Linked DNA regions of Zea mays: region 2 is linked to region 1. Evidence: chromatin contacts called from public Hi-C data. All regions are on one chromosome and are shown on one strand. The core of a region is the stretch at or near the end of the contact, and the rest is flanking DNA. Distances in the headings are between cores, read along the strand shown. Region 1 holds the start of LOC100384319 (DnaJ protein ERDJ2A). Region 2 holds the start of LOC100280481 (lactoylglutathione lyase).

Region 1 (5,097 bases), core at 1,388-3,887:
GCGTTTGTTCCTCATTAGCGCTAGTGAGAGCCACCTAGAGCACACACCACTTGCATTAGGCTTCTCTTGGTCAAGCGAAAGTCTACGGCTTGTTACTCTTGGTGATCGGCATCACCTAGACGGCTTGGTGGCGTTGGGAGCTCGGTGATCACCGTGAAGATCTTGTTGGTGACCCGACTCAAGTTTGTAAGCGGTCTCGAGGGATCCACCGCGCCAGAGTGGCAAAGGATCATCTCGTAGTGAGCACTTGGTTCTTGCGAGGACCAAGGGGGAGCGATACCCTTGAGCGGGTGCTCCAACGAGGACTAGTGGAGAGTGCCGACTCTTCGATACCTCGGGAAAAAATTGGAGGAGTCTTCTAAACCTTGCTTTACATTCCGCACTTAATTCAAGCACTTTACATTGTGTATTTGTTTAGCAAGTATTTGAAGTATTGTCTTAGCATTGTTGCATTTCTAGTATTATATTCTTAGTGCTAATTGTTGGGGTGAAGTTGGGCTCTTGCTTAGCTCTTGCTTAGTCTTTAATTAGTGTTGATTTTTAGAAAAGCCCAATTCACCCCCCTCTTGGGCATCGTGATCCTTTCAGAGACTACCCATCTGGAGCTTGACGGGAAGCTGTTCGTCAACACGCAGCAGGGCCCTACCTGGCGCGCCAACTGTCGGCGTTTCGACCCCGGGGGGTCCCTGGACCAACGAGTAAATTGTCGCCGCGTGTCCCAGCCCAGATGGGTCGGCGCAAGACGGAGCACAAAGGGGGGAAAGACGGCAAAAGGGAAACCCGCGGCCTCCGTGTTGTCCTGCGCCCAGGTCGGGTGCGCTTGCAGTAGGGGGTTACAAGCGTCCACGAGGGAGAGAGAGAGAGACTGTCCGCCAGCCCGTTCTCCCGCGCGACCAACCTTTTCGTACGAGAGCCCTGGACCTTCCTTTTATAGGCGTAAGGAGAGGGCCCAGGTGTACAATGGGGGGTGTAGCAGTGTGCTAACGTGTCTAGCAGAGAGGAGCTAGATCCCTAAGTACATGCTGTCGTGGCAGTCAGAGAGGTTTTGGCGCCCTGTTCATGTGATGTCGTGGCCGTCGGAGGAGTGCTTGAGCCCTGTGGAAGTACAGCTGTCGGGGCTGTCGAATCCTTGCTGACGTCTCCTTGCTTCCGTAAGGGTCTGAGAGCCGCCGTCGTCATAGAGCACGCGGGGTGCCACCATTACTTGTTTACCGGGGCGAGCTAGATGGGACGCCGGTCTTGTTCCCCGTAGCCTGAGCTAGTTAGGGGTAGGGTAATGATGGCCCCTCCTGTGACGTGGTCGGTCCGAGCCCGAGGTCGGGCGAGGCGGAGGCTCCTCCGAGGTCGAGGTCGAGTCTGAGCCCTGAGGTCGGGCGAGGCGGAGACCGTCTTCCGAGGTCGAGGCTGAGTCCGAGTCCTAGGGTCGGGCGAGGCGGAGTCCGTCGTCCGAGGTCGAGGCTGAGTCCGTCGTCCGAGGTCGAGGCTGAGTCCGAGCCCTGGGGTCGGGCGAGGCGGAGTCCGTCGTCCGAGGTCGAGGTTGAGTCCGAACCCTGGGGTCGGGCGAGGCGGAGCTTCCTATGGCGCCCGAGGCTGGACTTGGCTGCTGTCAGCATCACTCTGTCGAGTGGCACAATAGTCGAAGCAGGGCAGGCGACGCTGTTTTCCTGTTAGTTCGGTCAGTGGAGCGGCGAAGTGACTGCGATCACTTCGGCTCTTTCGACTGAGGAGCGCGCGTCAGGATTAAATGCCCCTGCGATATGGTCGGTTGGCGTGGCGATTTAGCCAAGGTTGCTTCTCCGCGAAGCCTGGGCCTCGGGCGAGCCGAAGGTGCGTCCGTTGCTTGAGGGGACCCTCGGGCGAGACGTGAATCCTACTGGGTCGCCTGCCTTTGCCCGAGGCTGGGCTCGGGCGAGGCGGGATCGTGTCCCTTGAGTGGACGGAGCCTTGTCCTGAATCGCGCCTATCAGGCCTTTGCAGCTTTGTGCTGACGGGGGTTACCAGCTGAGATTAGGAGTTTTGGTGGTATCCCTAATTATGGTCCCCGACACGATGATTTCGAAATACCGATGTCGTTTCTGTTTTCGAAATTACCGTTTCCGATTTCGTTTCCGATAACAAAATATGAAAACAGTAACGGTATTAGGTAGTGTTTGGTTGAGGAGCCAAGTAGAACGGAGCCGTTCCATCCCTGATTTTAGGAACGGAGCCGCTCTGTTCTGTGTTTGGTAATCTGTAACGGAGCAGCTCTGTTTTTTGTTTGGTTGCAGAGTGAACGGAACGGAGCGTGACTGTGAGAGCGGGATGAGAACAGAGCGGCTCCGTTCGGTTGATTTTTTGGAGCGGAATGATTTCGGATCTGAGAAAAATATTCCCTAATTAGAGACATTCCGTTCTAATTACTTTATAACCGAACAACAACATAACTAGGACGGAATGACTCCGTTATACTTGGCTCTTCAACCAAACATTGCCTAGTGTTTTTCAATCGTTTCCTACCGTTTTGGTCCTTACACGAGAGAGAGAGAGAGAGAGAGAGAGAGAGAGAGAGAGAGAGAGAGAGAGAGAGAGAGAGGCCACTGCATCCCCGCTTTGTCTCCAAACCGACTCTGCGGTGCCGATTCCGTGTCGTGGTACCACTACCGCCTACAGGCTACAGCCCACCGCGGCACCGCTGAAGACACCCCAAAACCTATCCCAATCGGCCGCGCCTCCGTCCGTGGCTCCGCCTGCCGGCGACCCCTCAGATCCGCGCGCCCCGTACCACCTCCCGCCGCCTCACTGCCAGATCCGGCCCTGGCTCCGCAAAATCCTGCGACATCGCAGACGAGCCGGGCGGGAGAGCGGAGGTAGGTCACAGCAGCCATGGCGGCCGCAGAGGAGAACAGCTCGCTGTTCCTGATTTTTATACTCACCATGATCGCGCTGCCCCTCGTGCCCTACACGATCCTGCGCTTGTGTCGCGCTGCCTCCGAGAAGGCGAAGACCATCCACTGCCGCTGCTCGGGTTGCCACCGCTCCGGCAAGTACCGCAAGTCGATCTACAAGAGGGTGCGGACGGCGCGTTCTTGTTCTTGTTTTTTCTTAAACTTCTTCTGTTCGGCTACTTTTGGTTTCTGTTTTGGGGTGTTGCTTGATTTGCTGTTCTGACTAATAAGTTCTGCTTCCCTTATTTCACAGATATCCAACTTCTCCACGTGCAGTAACCTAACCATCCTTCTGCTCTGGATTGTTATGATATTCCTGGTTTACTACATAAAGCTTGTTAGCCGTGAGGTATGTGAACTTTGGGCTACTTAAGAATTTGATGCTATCAGATAGAGCAATTCTTTCTGCGATACAAGTATACTTATCAAGTTAACATAACTCAGATCTGCTTCTGTTTTTCTCGGCAGTTGGAAGTGCTCTGTCCTAGTGCTTAACTGCTTATACTTTCCACTGTCCTCATTTGCCTTTTTTTTTCCTTACTAGTGGAAACTCATTTGGTTGTCATTTGTACGTGATTTGTGATTTGTCTAAACTATAGTCTGATTCTTACTTAATTCCAGATAGAGTTATGTGTTTCCTAGCATAGATATTTGTGACTTCAGGGTTGGACATGTCCCTGCCTCTTTATATCGAACATGCCCATTATGTAACCATCTTTATACTGATATTACGTAAACATTCAGTGAAATGAAGATATTATACATGCAAGTCTATAACATGATATAATTACAGTATTTGTTATATGATTTCGCTTTGAATTTTCTTAGGTCCAAGTTTTTGAGCCTTTCAGTATTCTTGGACTGGAAGCTGGGGCATCTGAATCTGATATCAAGAAATCATATAGGAGACTTTCTATTCAGTACCATCCTGATAAAAATCCTGATCCAGGTACCTCATTTGTAACACTATAATAAATTATTAATGTTGCTCAATGAAGAAAAAATATATCTTACCTGGTGAACTCTTCTTACGCCTTTTCTCCCACACATACCCAGAGGCTCATAAATACTTCATTGAATATATATCCAAGGCATATCAAGCATTAACTGATCCTATATCTCGTGAGAATTATGAGAAATATGGTCACCCTGATGGGCGGCAGGTAATATTAGCATCATTAGATCCTAATGTCTCAATCAGAGCTAAATTTTGCAACACATGTTCCATGAACTGCTAAAGCTAACGGGTAATACATCTTGTTTATGATTCAGGGGCTGCAAATGGGCATTGCTTTGCCCAAGTTTTTACTAAATATTGATGGTGCATCTGGTGGGATAATGCTTCTTGGAATAGTCGGATTTTGTATATTATTGCCTTTGATGATAGCTGTTATTTATTTGTCAAGATCATCAAAATATACTGGAAACTATGTCATGCATCAAACTTTGTCCACTTACTACTACTTTATGAAGCCATCTCTTGCTCCAAGGTATGAACTTGCGAACATGTCATTTAACACTGTTACTTTTGGAATTTAATATTTGTGTTTCCCTAGCACATATTGTTTAAAGTGCAAGTGCTCTGTATCTGATTTTTGAATTTTGATGTTAGACTGACATGAGGCCTGTAATATCATTAGCAACAGAAGATTTTTGTTAATATTGGAAGTGAGATTGTGATTTATTATTATTGACTTATTGCTCTTTGAGACTTCTTTTCTTGAATGTTCAAGCAATAGATCTTTTTTTTAAAAAACTTCTGCTGGGTAAATATATTTGCACAGCTCCAACTTTACCATTAAGCATTGATGAGTTGATAAAAAATAAGATGCTATGCACATGCAAAACCACAGCGCCTGATGAAACCATTAGTCCATTACTAAGTCTTGAATGACAACATCAAGAATCTCCTTTTCCAAAACCATATAATGGTACATAAAAATGATAATGCATTTTTTGTTAACATGTTCTTTTATTGTTTCTGACCACACTCCAGGGGGCTAGTATATATTTTAACCAGCTTATATATCTGGTAGATTAAATGAGTGCATGCTTTCTTCGAGTTTCCCATATACTTCTATCTTTATACTTGCTAGCCTTAGAGGTTTTCTTTATTTTTTGTCATTAGTACTTAGTAGCTTCCAGGAAACTTCTATTTTTGGTGTTAATTTAC
Region 2 (5,097 bases), core at 1,746-4,245, 400 kb before region 1:
CTGCTCCTATTAAAATTTCCTGTTCTAATTCGGGTGCGAATATTTATCTGATAATTTTCGGCAGTTCTTGACCTCAGAGGGTACTCTTGCTCAGCTTTCTTGCCCTGGTGCTCATGCACAAAATGGTGTGGCTGGACGTAAACATCGTCATGTTATAGAAACTGCGCGCACCCTTTTGCTATCTTCTTTTGATCCTTCACATTTTTGGGGTGAAGCTGTTTCTACTACGGTTTATCTCATCAATAGACAATCGTCATCTAAACTCTCTGGCAAAACACCTGGTGAAGTCCTTTTTGGGACTCCACGATATGACCATCTTCGAGTTTTTGGATGTGCGTGTTATGTCTTGTTAGCACCTCGTGAGCGGACTAAATTGACTGCTCAATATGTTGAGTGTGTTTTTCTTGGATACAGCCCTGAACATAAAGGCTATCGGTGTTATGATCCGTCTTCCCGTCGCATTCGCATTTCACGAGATGTGAGCTTTAATGAAAATCGACCCTTCTTTTACAACTCGGCCACTCATTCTTCATGCTTTTACACAGAGTCCACCTCTTTCCTGAGTTTTCCTCCCATTTCTGATCCCTCATCTGTGTCATCTTCAACCCGTGTAGCCACGCCCGATGTCCCCATTCCCATCGCACCTCCTTCCACTTCCATGCCTTCTTACTCTTCTAAACCACCTGTCACCCAGATTTACACTCGTCGTCCTCACTCTACTTTGCTTGGAAATCCAAAAAAACAGTTTGCTATATCTAGATCTAGTAATGAAGCAGAACTTCGTGTACTTGCCACTACTACTGCTGAGATAATTTGGCTCCGATGGCTCTTGGCTGATCTACGTGTCCGTTGTGACACTCCTACGCCTTTGGTATGTGACAACAGTGGAGCTATACAAATTTGCCATGATCCAGTGAAGCGTGAACTTACAGAACACATTGGTGTTGATGTATCATCCACTTGGTCTCATTGTCATCAGAAGACCATTGATCTTCAATATGTGCCTTCGGAAGCGCAGCTTGCTGATTTCTTCACAAAAGCACAAACCAGGGCATAACATCAGTTTCATTTAATCAAACTCAATGCTTCGGATCCTCAACCTCCACCTTGAGTTTGACAGGGGGTGTTAAGGCCCATATTACTGTTTCTATATATCCTACAGTCCTAGGAGGACCTAGGTATCATTCATCATGTGAGGTACGTAACAGTAAGCAAGCAAGTATCTTGCCTGTGCTTTCCCCAACCCATCTATTGTTCACCCGCGCACTGTTCATCAGAAGTATTGTTCATCCTCGGCACTATTCACCAGTGTCTACTATTCACCGTGGGTGCTGTTCATCCCGTGAACAGTGCCCCGCCTCTTCCATTCAGCATCCCTAACCCTAGGAAGACGGCGCCCAAACGTCGTCGCCGTGATCCCCGACCTTTCCCTCACCATTCATACCACCTCAGGAGTCACAGTTCCAACACCATGATTGATGAGAAAGAAGAGGAAGGAAGAGGATGGGCTCCAGGGCTAGCACGGCGGCGACCACAGGCTAGGAAAGGAGGCAGTATGATACCATATTCAAGGAATAATTATCCATATCCTAGGTTGGGTGTAGGGGATACATTATATATCTCCCTAACCCTAATGGCCTACATGGGCTAGGCTAGGCCCATAACACACAACCACATAAAATCCATACACAGTCTAACACAATCTAACTAGGGTTAGGGCTGTTATTGTTTTTTTCTCAAGAACATCCCACTCAAGAACATCCCTACATTTACAGGACAAAACTATAAAGAACAGATATGAGCTGTTATTGTTTTTTTCTCAGCATGGATATATTATTTGGAGGAAGAGAAAGAAATTAAACTCACGACATGCCCATCACACGTGAGTAGAAGTCAAGGCTCACTTTTGGGTCCTTCACACGTAACATCTGAAACAAAGAACATAAATTTTTGTGATCATTACCTCGGCAAGTACAACATCAGAAATGCTTATGGGGATAAGCTGGCCCACCAATGGTTAATTCCAAAACTACGGAATGATTTTAGTTTAGCAAACAAACAGGAATAGTAGCAATACAAGCCTGTCAGATATTTACAATCAAGGGCCCATTTAGTAGCATTCCTAAGCATCAATTTTTTGCAGAAGTCGGTATCCATGTATATTCTTCCTTTTCTTAATATAATGATACGCAGTTCTCCTGCGTGTTTGAGAAAAAAAATGATGGTGATTTTGCCAGCGCCCACAGGATTTTGCATATATGTGCTTAGTTATTTGTGATGTCTGGCCCTTGTAACAAAGTGAGCTCAGAGTTGGATCTGCTTCAGAATTGAGATATCCAGATTGTTTGACAGGTATCAAATGCATTATTCATCAGATACATTTTTTCTTTGCATCCCACAAGACAAGAGCAGCAGCAAATTTGGATTGGGACGGGATGGGGGAGCAAATAGGATATAGAGCACAGCAACTACTGACTGATTATCCCACTGCTTATGAAGTGCGCCACGACTACTTATGTGAATCCACACATCGAGCACCAAAACTGGAAACCCGAGCTGAATAGCACGCACATGTGCTTGATAAACACACTCCCTCGGTGAAATAGACAGGAGTAAAGCTCGCGTTACCGTTTGTTGCAAGAAGTAGCCTTTGGTGGCGGGGTCGACCTCGGTCTGGAGCCCAGGGTTATTCGCTGGCGCCTCCTTTGGTCCTGAGGAAGTCGCCATGGCGGCGGGCGCGAACCGGCGAACCCGATCGAATCTCTACGAAATCAAGAAAATTCCCAACGGGGAATGGTGAGTGAAACCTGAGCGAAAGTCACCATAATCATCAATCCAAATCCTCCAGTACGGAACACGGGACCTTGAAGTGCGACGCGCTGGGAATCAGGCGGAGGAGCGTGCAGGATGGGGAGAGGAGCGATGCACCAGCCATGGCAAGAGCACCAGGATATATAAACCTATTTTTATATAAGATTATCTATATGAGTAAAATACATTTCCCGTCTTTAAAATTGTTTGTCATCCCCATCTACAAACTTTTAAAATGTGTTAGTCCAATCCTTAATTGTTATTCGGATCTCAGTTAGATCCAAGCGCCTCCTAACATGGCATGTCTTTCTAAGGATAAAAACGGGACGGATACATTCGGATACATGATCATCTCGTATCATACCTTAATGTATTTCTATCGGATACGAGACCAGATTCGGTTATTTAAGCTTCGGGACGGATACAGGACGGGACCGGTTAATAATACGGGCGGGTAAGAAACGGATAACGGATACTACTCGGGTAGGTACCGGATAATTGTCGGGTAGTTCGTCTGATGATATTAATTGTCCAACTATCCATAAGTTAAGTAATACATAATTATGTATATGATAGATTAAATGTAAGAAAGAAAACCAATAAAATTGACATCATGCAGTTCAAAGTTACTTATCACAAGGACATTGTAGAACAACACCGCAATATTTAAAATTCATAGAATATTGTAGTTTCACTCAAAAATTGCAAATAAGTTACAAAAACTAATAAAATTTTATATGAAGATAACTCAAGTCCCCGTATGAAAATAATAAAGTAAAGTACTGATTATGTTGAAACTTGGATACTTACATTGATTTCACATGTAACGCATACAGATAAGTGAAAGTGAAAGGGAAAAAACATGGGCATCTTATAGATTGTATGATCCAAACATTTTTATTGTTATATATGGACATATGCTGTGTATCCATAAAATTTCACGATTTTTTTAGGCTATTTCTGTATTATTAATTTCTTGTCATAGAAAATTATCAAAATACAATTAAATCCTTAAAATATTGTAGTATTGACCGAAAAATACAAATAAGTTACCAATACTAATAAATAGTCTATAAAAAGATAATCTTAAGTTCCCACGTGGAGATAACCTTAACCCCACACATAAAAATGATAAAGTATATTAATTTGATATAAATTTGGACATTTTTTCAATTATTTTGGTCTAAAAGATATGTTTAAACAAAAAATTGATGTATTACAAAGTTATAGATCTCTTCAAGCTCTACAATTTTCATATAAATTTTATCTTCATCCGATTTCATATGTAAAAGTTGTGATTTTATAACTATATTATGCAGAAAAAGAAAAAACGGGTACCCGAGTTTCGGTTACCCGTATCCGACCCGAATATCTGGGTATTTTTCGGGTAGTCCTCGCTCTGTATCCGACCCGAATCTGGATAGTGTATCTGTCCCGAATATAAAACTACTCGAATCCGTATCCGAAAAAACGGGTATTTACACTACCCGTATTCTGATACCCGACGGATATACCCGACCCGTTTTCATCCTATGACCTATGTCTTTCTTACTCTTGTTTTAATGTTTCTATCGGACCTCATATGTCATGTTTTTCTTCCTCCTCCCGTCCCCTCCCCTCTCCAACCACGACTCCTCCCGTCCCCTCCCCAACAACGGCCACTCTTCATGTCCCCTCCGTTTCCTCTAGAGCGTCAGCTCCCCTAATCCCTGCGTCGGCGCCCCAACTCCCTTCCTCATCGCATCTGGCGTCCAATAGCAGTGATTGGTGCCCAACAGCAGTGATCGGGCTTCAACCTAATCCGCCTCATCAGCTGTCGATCACCGCACCCGCGTCGGGCGCTTCCTCGTCGCCCAGCTTCCAGCATGGGCATATCGGCGTGTCGGTGCACCACGCGCTACTTGTGAGGGCCTCCCAGAGTAAGGAGGATGCTTAGGATGTTGCCAATATGAGCGCAGCCGCTCTGAAGATGGGGTTCTGGGACACACTGGTGTTTAGCGGGCTCGTGCCGAAGCAGATCAACGGGTGGTTGGCGATGGTGGGCTTCGTGTCCACGCTCGCCATCAAGGCTACCCACGCCGATGGCATCCCATCGCAAGTCGGCAGGGTTCATGACCGCGCGACGCCAAGCTCTGGAACGACCTCCTCGACATGCTCGGGCTCGTCGGTCACCCACGCATCGCATGCATCTAGGCGGAAAATCAGATGGATACGTGGAGAGTGGCTAGTGGCCCTCCGTTGCGCAGGGACTACCTGCTAGGGGAGGGCTGGAGCAGTGGCTGGCTC

What was found. A called contact is a pair of places that touch in the nucleus more often than the background predicts.
Region 2: a contact with region 1 is called in a Hi-C map of ear, with 2.3 times the contacts expected there. The contact joins the promoter of LOC100280481 here to the promoter of LOC100384319 in region 1. A contact is called at or near these places in 4 of 25 Hi-C or Micro-C datasets (ear, endosperm, leaf and 1 more).

Annotation. Positions count from the first base shown.
Region 1 is chr2:84,266,111-84,271,207 of Zm-B73-REFERENCE-NAM-5.0, reverse strand. LOC100384319 (DnaJ protein ERDJ2A) reads left to right here and starts at 2,637. Exons shown (of 10, transcript NM_001322052.1): 1 at 2,637-3,048; 2 at 3,178-3,273; 3 at 3,753-3,873; 4 at 3,981-4,087; 5 at 4,197-4,414. The coding sequence starts at 2,863.
Region 2 is chr2:84,665,019-84,670,115 of Zm-B73-REFERENCE-NAM-5.0, reverse strand. LOC100280481 (lactoylglutathione lyase) reads right to left here and starts at 2,995. Exons shown (of 8, transcript NM_001153401.2): 1 at 2,864-2,995; 2 at 2,629-2,763; 3 at 1,867-1,928. The coding sequence starts at 2,935.